Linked DNA regions of Zea mays: all the other regions are linked to region 3. The links are chromatin contacts, called in public Hi-C maps. All regions are on one chromosome and are shown on one strand. The core of a region is the stretch at or near the end of the contact, and the rest is flanking DNA. Distances in the headings are between cores, read along the strand shown.

Region 1 (3,110 bases), core at 451-2,950, 140 kb before region 3:
ATCTCTATCGTTTTTCAGTCCACTAATCCACAAGCTCAACACAAACAAAAGGAGCAGTCGGGTAGCCTTGCACCGAACCAACCGCATAGCTTCCCACTACTGCCACTCCGGCCACTCAACTCCCCTTAAAAGGCTCCTCCAGTATGAAGCAGGAGGCAGTGCTCCCATTGCATCCATCTTCCCCTAATGCCTGTGATCTTCACCAGAGTACTCCAATTTGTTTGCGGAATTTGACCATACTGAATTCAGGAAATCCCAAAACCAGATTAATCCTCAATCTTCTCCACCTCTCTCGACTGGAGTATTCTGATTTGTTTGCAGGGTTTCATCTATAACGGAATCAGGAAATCCCTAATCAGCTTCGTCCACAATCTTCTCCTTCACCTAAGTTTTTTTGTTTACGTCAAATTTCATTCAACTTTTCAATCAATTTACCTATGTTCCTATTTTGTATGTCAATATCCGCGCGCACTAGGCATGTCTGTATTCTCATTGTTCCCTTCTTTCTGTCTTTATCACCTTAGTTTTCTGGTTCAGAGTACCAATTGTTTCAGTTTCATCTTGGTTTCTGTGTGGTGCACATATGAGGTATCCTAGGAGCTAGCACAAGCAACTATGTGACAGGGAAACACAAATTCAGATTACCTACCAACCCAGTTAGGCCACGCTCCTGATACCATCTGTTAACAGACTTGATCACTTGATCCAGATGCCTAATGTTAATAATTTTTCCTGCGCATTGTAACTCCAAAGATTCAATGGGTCGTGCCGACAACAGTGCACATAATCCGTTGACAAATAAAACATTATTTGTGAACGAGGGAGTACATGTTTACCATGGCGATCGCGAAATGCATCTTCCATGAACTTGGACGGTAGCATGTTGGCGCCCTCGCATACCAGCCCATGGAAGTCTTGGTTCGGCTCCACCTGAAACCAAAAGAAGAAACGAAATTGTGCATTCATTAGCTCCGGAAATAAAGAAAGGAAGAGGGGACAACAAGAGGATAGAAGGACCTCAAAGACGAGGCGAATGCCATCGCGGGTGTCGACAGCGACGGGCATACACGATCGGAAGAGTCCGCTCTCGACGATGCGGTGCACGTCCTCCTGCACCTCCCGCACGGTGAGCGCGGCGTTGGGGCGGCACGCGCGCAGCGCCGCGGCGGCCGCGGCCTCCAGCTCGGGCAGCTCCAGGGGCTCCCCGTCCTTTCCCCGCACCGCGACCTCGCTGATCAGCACCCGCTCCTCGGGCCCTCCGCCGTCCTTGCCGTGCCGCCGTGGCGGGGACGGAGCCGGGTCGGCCCGCGCAACAGGGACGCGTGGGAGGCAGGAGCCCAGGCGGCGGGCGGCGGCATCGATGGCGCGGCCGATGTGCGCGAACGGGAGCGCTGCGGAGAGGAGCGCGGGTGCCGGAGACGGGGACGGGGACGGGGCCAGCGCGGAGGTGGACTCGCACGGGAGCTTGACACCGGAGGAGACAAAACGGACATCGCAACTGCGGACCATGGCGGCGGCGCGGGAAGGCTAGGGTTCCGAAATGGAGGTCGACTAGGGTTTAGGGCTTTGCCGACGAGACCGAGTACGAGGACGAGGGCGCGAGGGTTTCCTCCGCCATGGGCGCCGGAGGAGGATGCGGAGCAGATGGTGGCTGACTGGTTGTGGGAGCGTATCGAGAGTGTAGGTGTACATTCCGATCCGAGGCAGAAAAAAAAAACACGGCCCGGTACAAAAATATGTAATATCGGACTAGATTTGGGCTAAAATCGTAGGCCATGGATACGTACGAACACGTACTGTTTAAGGCAGACACGAAATAGTCCATATAGAGTCACGAAAATATCCATATATTTATTAAAATCATACTTCATTCTAATTTTCATGTACTTGATAAAAAAACGAAGCTATAGATGATGTTATTTACATGTTTTTAGCTTTGCATTATAGTATGTGATATAATTTTACTTTTGTTATGAACATTAGATAACGAATAAACTTACGAACTTTGTATAGAGCTGATTATACTCTTTTTTTCTTCTAACAAAATATTTTTAAACGAGGTTGTCATTGCATAGCTCTAGTAATTTAATACAAATATTAAGTTTGCTTTTGGTCAAATTTATTTGTCTTAACTTTTTTTTTATTAAATTTGTTTTGAATTTTGGGCTCAGGTGTAAATTTCGGGCTCTCATGTAAATTTGGGCCAAAATTTGAATTTCGGGCTTTTTATAATTTCGAGCCGCTCAAAATGAGTCCGGCACGTTTAAACAATTACGTGTCCGTCCGTGAGCCGACCCGACACGGCCCAAAATTCAAACGAGCTAGACCAACCCGAAATTTAAATGGACCGCGCCATTTCGGGCTTGGGTCGGGCCAGCCGAATATACACCTATAGTGGGAGGCCAAAATGAGTCGTTCGATCTTCCTATGCGGTTACCGAGAAATTCGCCATTATAATATTCCGAAGCTGATTCTTCGCTAGATTGGTATCCAGGTCAGCACGCTCGTCAGATTGGTAGTATGAACACCACTTTCTCTTCCTTTCTCTAGATTCCCATTTTACCCCTTCGCTAGGGTTCTGAAATGAATGTTCTATTTTCATTTTGCTCTTCTCATCCTTGTTCATCCGCTCGCATCCAAGTTCTAACTTTTCGTTCTCAGCCCATAGTTCTTAGGCTATCGCGAGCAACTTACATATACCCATACCTATATTCAAACTTCACTCTGCGAATAGTACAATCTTGTCGGGGACCATAATTAGGGGTATCATCAAGGCCAGTGGCGGACCCAGAAATTGGCTAAGACCCGGGCCGACCGAAACGATCATAAACTTTAATAATAACATATAAAGAAAAATTGTACGTCGAAACAATGTTGTCATAGATGTTAAAGATGACATACAAGTTATGATGTAGCTCTTTCCAAATGTATCATGTCAACATCAACATCAGTGCTTCTTACTCCAGAACCTTAAAGGAAATCATATTAAGAACGCGACTTGAAGGAAATCATACGATGGTTAAGCCATTCATCTCCTGTCTTATTACGCAACCCAATTTTAATGATATTCATAGATGAGAAAGCTCTCTCCACAGAGTCTCAATCTCAAA
Region 2 (3,064 bases), core at 227-2,726, 180 kb after region 3:
GTGGGAAGTGGGAATCATGTAAGGAAACTAGAACTAGTGCTCGTCCTCGATGCTAAAGTGCTAAAGCTCTGAAATAGTTCGCATGCGAAATCCTTTCGTGCTTTCTTTCTCCCTCCCTCCGACCTCTCAACCACTCCTGCCACGTCATGCTTTTATCTACGTCGCATGCAATTTATTGTCATGGAAACGACCTTCTGTTTGGCGGTGGGAGGACTAAGCTTGAACCCTAGTTGATTGTAAGTCAAATCGTTTGGTGGAGCTCTAGCTCTATAAATTCATCTTGATCTGGAGCCGGTCGTCAGGTCATGTATATATAGCTTTAGAAAATCCATCCTATCTAAACTGAACATGAACCCTGCATCTATCCTAAGTACATTTGTACTGGGCTGGGTCAATCTGTTCATGACGAAGGCCTACCCCAAATCCAAAATGACTACAAATATGAACATAGAGTCTTGCTGGTTAGCTATTTTTTGTTGAACTGTGTTGTGCGTCTTTACTCCTCAGATTTTGGATGCATAATAAGAACTAGAATCTGAACCATCATTTGTAGAGAACCAAGAAAATGCGTTGGCTTATGTTTCATCTAAAAAAATTGGTTCACAACTATAATTTTGCTCTATATTGTGTTGATTTACACGTCTTATGGATGGTTTTGAATTCTCGAGTGCAGTAGAGAAGGTGAGGTGCAAGTAACCAAGAAAGCATCTGCCAGCACCAATTCACGTGCCAACAAGGGGAAGAAAACTAAGGATGTTTCTGAATCTGATATGTGGACGGGATGTCTCCTTTAAAATATATAAACCTCCTCTGTCAAGACTTAATGCCCTCAAATTGTATCGATGACATAAATAAGTACTGTGCATTATTAACAATCATTATACTGATTACATAATACGTTTGTATAATATAAATCTATTTGAAGATTGATTAATTCGTTGAAAACACAGTTTTATGTTTTTCTTTGGACGGAGGGCCAAGCCGTCACACCAAGAACATCAACATGGTCCAAAAGTCCGATCTGAAAAGGAGTAACTAATTACAGTTATTAGAAGATGCACAACTGTCCAGCCGGATGGAGATGGAGTCAACCTCAACATACCCCTACCAGAAAACATACGATAAACGCTGTTAGACGTCGGGATCATCAAAGTCGCAGTCATAAACAATAATTTTTTCTCGTACAATAATACATAGTACACAGGCGCAAAGTGTTTTTTATTTGTCTTGTTTTGCCGGCCGAAACGATGCCGCCCACGAAATGGTTCGCGTTCAAAAAGTCAGCACTGGTTCTCGACAAGTTTTGAATCTCGGAACCCACTACGTTCGCTCATGACGTCCCAATTCGAATTTAGAATCCAACAATTGGTCTAATCATTCAAGTTCCGCATACAATGCGGAATGGAAAACTCTAGAAACGCGGCGAGGAGGGAAGCCAAGACAAAAATGAGGGGCGGAGAAAGCGAGCGCGCACTCAAGAACCCAAAATCAAACCAAACTCGTGCGGGATTTCAAAAGGCATCTGACAAAAACCCGTCGCGTTCCCATCCAAATTCACGCCGAATCCCCACGAAATTTATTATTATATATAACAAATGTAAACAAAGAAAGAAAGAAACAAACAAACCGCCGCACGCGCTAGGGCGAGGCGACCTCGCCGTCTCCACCCCGCCACCGCCTGCTTCACGCCGCGCTCCCTGCTCCGCGTCGCCTTTATTATAGTCTGATGCCACTACGCCCGCCAAGGCACCTGCCAATCCCTCCTCTTTCAACTCAAAATCCCCACACCCCGGGCAGGCGCCCCGCCGCGGGAACAGGGAGACTACTACAGCAGGCGGGGTCCGGGGGCCGAGAGCTTCTCGCCGCGGCCGCAGTCGTCCGGGACCGAGGTGGGGCGCCCTCCTGCGCCGGCTCGTGTGCTTCCGCCGCCTCGTCCACAGGCTTCTGGTTCAATTGAATGATCACAGGTTTGCGTTTGTTCCACCCGTCTTCTCTGGTCTGTTTTCCTTTCGTCGCCTCTCGCGGTCGTGGACTCGCAGCGCTGGCTGATTGATCCGCGGTCGATGCGTGCGCGGGTTTCTCGTTACCTTTGCTGCACAAGCTGAAAGCTGTCATTTCAGCTCCTGTATTCTCTATCGTTCTGAGAATTAAGGGGGTGTTTGGTTGCTCCTGCTAAAGTTTAGTCCGGATCACATCAAGCGTTTGACTTTTAAATAGGAGTATGAAATATACACCTAACCAACTAGACTAGATTCGTCTCGTCTTTTAATATTCGGCTGACAAATTAGTTTTATAATCCGACTACATTTAATACCCGGAACGGAGGTTCAAACATTCGATGGGACATGAGCTAAATTTTAGCGGAGTGTAACCAAACACCCCCTAAATGAGGGAACCCTCGCTGTCGTGGTGTCGTACGGCGTTGGCGAGTTATGTGCGTCAGCTGTGGTTCCATGTCTCCGCTAGTGTTGCTAGATGGTGTCATGATGACCCTAGATTTCGTCAGCGGGTGAAGTATGATTCCTGAATTAGCAATTTACCATGACAATGGTTGGGGTGTTGGCGTGCTGCATTGCAGATAGTGCTACTGAGCTACTACTAAGCGATTGTGTTCAGCTACTTCTGACATCTAACATGCAGTTGATCTTTGGCGTTTCAATTCAGCCACAGGCATGGAGCGGAATGGCGAGAGCCACCTCAAGGACCCGCTTCTGCCGACGACATCTGGCGCCTCTCCTGCTGGGGCGTCTCCAAGGAAGGAGAGGAAGACGAGGAAGGTCCTGTTCAGTGTCCGGGGCATCTCCTGCGCTTCTTGTGCCGTGTCGATTGAGACCGTTGTGGCCGGCTTGAACGGGGTGGAGAGCATCCAGGTCTCCTCACTTCAGGGCCAGGCCGTGGTTCAGTACAGGCCAGAGGAAACTGATGTAAGATTATCATGAGCCCATGGCCTTGCTATTTATGCTCCTTTTTTTCATTTTAGAATAGCATGGATCTTTTTTTTGTGTGGGCCAATTTTGTGATAACAAGATACTAAATCATGGGAAGCTCACTATAAATATCTGTA
Region 3 (3,237 bases), core at 267-2,766:
AACACCACAACCATGAGATTCATAGGAACCTAGAATGAAAGCTTTTCTCACATAGGATAGTATATGGAAGAAGAAAAAACACAGCCTCTAGCCATGGTGTGCATTGATACAGTGATGCATAAACACGTCAACATGATTAACACGCCAACACAAAATTTCAGAAATCATCAACTCTTTTTCCCTATTCTGAAAGCATTTACATCTCTCATAGACGATGCTGAAGATGAACACTTCCTAGGATCTAGACCAGACTGAAAAAACTCCATTTACAACTGTTTTTTGCTCTCACAAAGCAGCAACAGTTTCATGAAATGTTTATCATCACGTAGCCAGTAGATGCGCAGAAAGCATTCGTTGTATTGTTGCACATAAAATGGGTGGGGTCGGGCATAATTTGGTACAAGATGTGGCCAAGGAGTTAATCTTCAGATTTTGAAAGGCTCCCTTTTCTTCCCATAAATAAGGCCAAATTAGCACACATAAATAACTTATACAACCTATTTGTCAAACAAATCGTCATATGACATCTAACATGGATTTGTCACTGTAGTTACCTATGGATCAAGAATTGGTTTTCGCTTCTCAACATAACGATGAGGATATGAGGCAGCAGCCAAAGCGGCTCGCTCCTAGGGAAAAAGGAATATAATGTGTTTAGTGAATGGACAGACAACACGATAACACTGTAATTTTTTGTGTGCTGATATGAAGTCATTAAAATATTGTAGTAGCACCATCAAAATTATTCACATGGAACTCATGTAGTTTGATCTACGATAAACAAGCAGCTAGAAGTAGCAAAATTTGGGCGTATGCCGATACGCTAACATAGTGCACAAACTCGCAAAAGAAAGGTGCATAACATTGTTCGGAGCATGTTGACTCAAACAACAAGCGTCTTATTGAAAATCGATGGGGCGATGTTGTCCACGCAGTGCTGTAGATCCGCAGCGGAGTTCGGTCTTCTACCAGAAAACCCTGGTGCTTGGGTGGATCTTCTCGCCAAGCAACAACACCTCCATTGTCCCATACCTCAACGTGATGCTCCCAGATCGTTCTGTGGATTTTGAACGATCGAGAAGGTGAGGGACATCGTTGGTGGATTTTCTTGCTCTCTCTCTCTCTCTCTCTCTCTTGCGCTACGGTCTCATCGAGACAGAACAGGTAGGGCCGAGGTGGGTGGAGAAGACAGTGGCAACTTCGGGCAGCATTTATAGGGAGCATGGCAGTGCGACCTTGGCTGGCCATGGTGATTGTTGGCGCCCAACAACCTCCGTTGAGTCTGCGCGCGCATTTACCATGAAGTTTGTTTCGGGTGGGGGAATATAAGCCTGACGAGGTGGTCCCACCCAACAGTGGCTCGCGATGATGCCCAAGCGCGCGGCTAACTGGCGGGTTAGCGAGTCCCACGCGTCAGCGTGTAGTGAAGGTCGGGGAAGGGGCTGGCCAGCGGGGCTGCGCGCGCCAGAATCCATGACCACCAGGGGATGAAGATGGATCCGACCACAAGGGCCCACATGTCATTCTCGCAGGGAAAAAGAAAACGAGGAGGAGAACTGGGCCGGCTGGCGTGCGGGATTTGGGCTGGCGTTTGCGGTTGTGGGAGAAATGGGCCGAAATGCAGAACTCGGCCTAGGTAGCAAAGGAGCGCTTCTCTTTTCTATTTCCTGTTTTCCTTCTTTTAGTTCTCAGTTTCAAATTCAAGTGGAATTCAAGTCTGAGTTTCTAAATTAAGAAAAATGCTCAAGCAAAACTCCAGCATGAATGCAATATTTTATTATTTTATTTATTTATTATCCCTTTTAAGCAAATGCTTCGAGATATGCAATTCTCACAAAAATGGTTTATTTTAGAAAAAAATAATTTCTATTGTATAGTCTTTATCAAGATATGATTTAACTTAAATCTTTTTAAAGAGTAATTTTAAACGTATAGGTAAACAAGGGTTAACTTAATTCACTTAGTATTTTATTCATTTGATCTTTTATTAGAAAAGAAATTCAATTTGGGAAATATGTCTTTGAAAGTAAGAAAATTCTTATTAAAAGATATTTTAGTTCAAATCCTTTAGAGAGTTGTACTAGATTACAACAATAGGGTTTTGAGGTGTTACACCTGCATCAATAGAAAGACAAGGGGTAAGCTAATGGCACATCACTGTGGTTAGGATACTGAGAATAATATCCGTGTTGTGGCATCTGCCCATAAAAAGTGTTAGGAAAAACACCACACATCCCTGGTCTAGAAGGGAAGCGATCACCACAACAAGGAAATTGTTATCCGCTGGGGAAGTAAGAACCAAAGCCACTGCCAAGGGGTCCTTGGCCATATGGCACATGACCAGCACCCCGCCGGGCATGACCACCACGTGGCCTCACCACCTGAGGCCTAGCAGCAAGTGGCAAAGCACCTCTAGGCCTCGCAGGACGTATCTGAACAGGAGGATCATGAACACCATGAGAAGGGTGGTCCATGTTCTTTCTACTCGACTCAGAAACTAGCCGGTCATCTCTCTTTCTCCTAAAGAAAAACGCAGCCAAATGCCCATCCCTCTCACAATACTCACAATGGAACCTCACATCCCTCTTAGGTGGAATTTGTTGTGGGTGGGGGCTCTCCTTTTGGACAGTTGAGGGGCTCTAGGAAGGGAATCACTAGAGATATCAGAAAGGGTGTCAAGTATGTTCCTGTGATGGTTAGGTTTTAGAATCCACATTTGTTTTTAAGGAGGGTCTCTCACAGGCTTCTCAATCACACCATCTCTCACAGGTGTGGTAGGCTTAGGTGGGGTAATTTTGATGATCTTGGGAGTGGCTAAAGGTTTCTCTAATGGTTTCAATCCACTCCACTCACCAATCTTTCCAAAACACGCAACACTCCCATCCTTAGCAGCAAAGCCTAACCCCGGTCCGCCAGTTCCCCTCTTGAACTAACTGACAACCATGTCCAATTGCATAGGTATGTGTTTTCTTCCTCAATTCGAGTCTTGTCATGTCTGTAGGACTCAAGAGCATACTACAAACCCTCACAAAGTGCACACTGCATAGGTATAGGGGCACTCACTGAGCTAGCCTTCTCAAGCAAGGCTATCCTAGCATCTCTCTCTGCTAGCTCAATCTACAAGCCAGGACAAGCCGTACACGAACCTAACAAGCTAGACCTAGATCTCAACTCATCGCACTCATCTAGCAAGGTGGCATACTTAGTGTGCAAGGTTGTGATGTTCGACATGTGTAG

What was found. Hi-C and Micro-C count contacts between places; a contact is called where the count stands out from the background.
Region 1: a Hi-C map of leaf shows a contact between it and region 3, with 6 times the contacts expected there. The contact joins the promoter of LOC103626853 here to the enhancer-like site in region 3. A contact is called at or near these places in 3 of 25 Hi-C or Micro-C datasets (ear and leaf).
Region 2: a Hi-C map of tassel shows a contact between it and region 3, with 3 times the contacts expected there. The contact joins the promoter of LOC103626849 here to the enhancer-like site in region 3. A contact is called at or near these places in 6 of 25 Hi-C or Micro-C datasets (ear, leaf and tassel).

The regions. Positions count from the first base shown.
Region 1 is chr5:124,403,072-124,406,181 of Zm-B73-REFERENCE-NAM-5.0, reverse strand. It overlaps LOC103626853 (outer envelope protein 80, chloroplastic), which reads right to left and starts at 1,700. Exons shown (of 16, transcript XM_008647213.3): 1 at 1,018-1,700; 2 at 837-930; 3 at 650-732. The coding sequence starts at 1,509.
Region 2 is chr5:124,081,828-124,084,891 of Zm-B73-REFERENCE-NAM-5.0, reverse strand. LOC103626849 (copper-transporting ATPase HMA4) reads left to right here and starts at 1,476. Exons shown (of 9, transcript XM_008647210.4): 1 at 1,476-1,967; 2 at 2,665-2,924. The coding sequence starts at 1,958.
Region 3 is chr5:124,258,575-124,261,811 of Zm-B73-REFERENCE-NAM-5.0, reverse strand. No RefSeq gene overlaps it. Among protein-coding and RNA genes, the nearest start is that of LOC103626850, 72 kb to the right of the region's middle. Within about 2 kb of position 1,516, at least 15 of the 20 cell types and tissues checked have an H3K27ac peak or open chromatin away from gene starts, as enhancers often do. A contact at or near this core is called in ear, leaf and tassel, where this site is marked.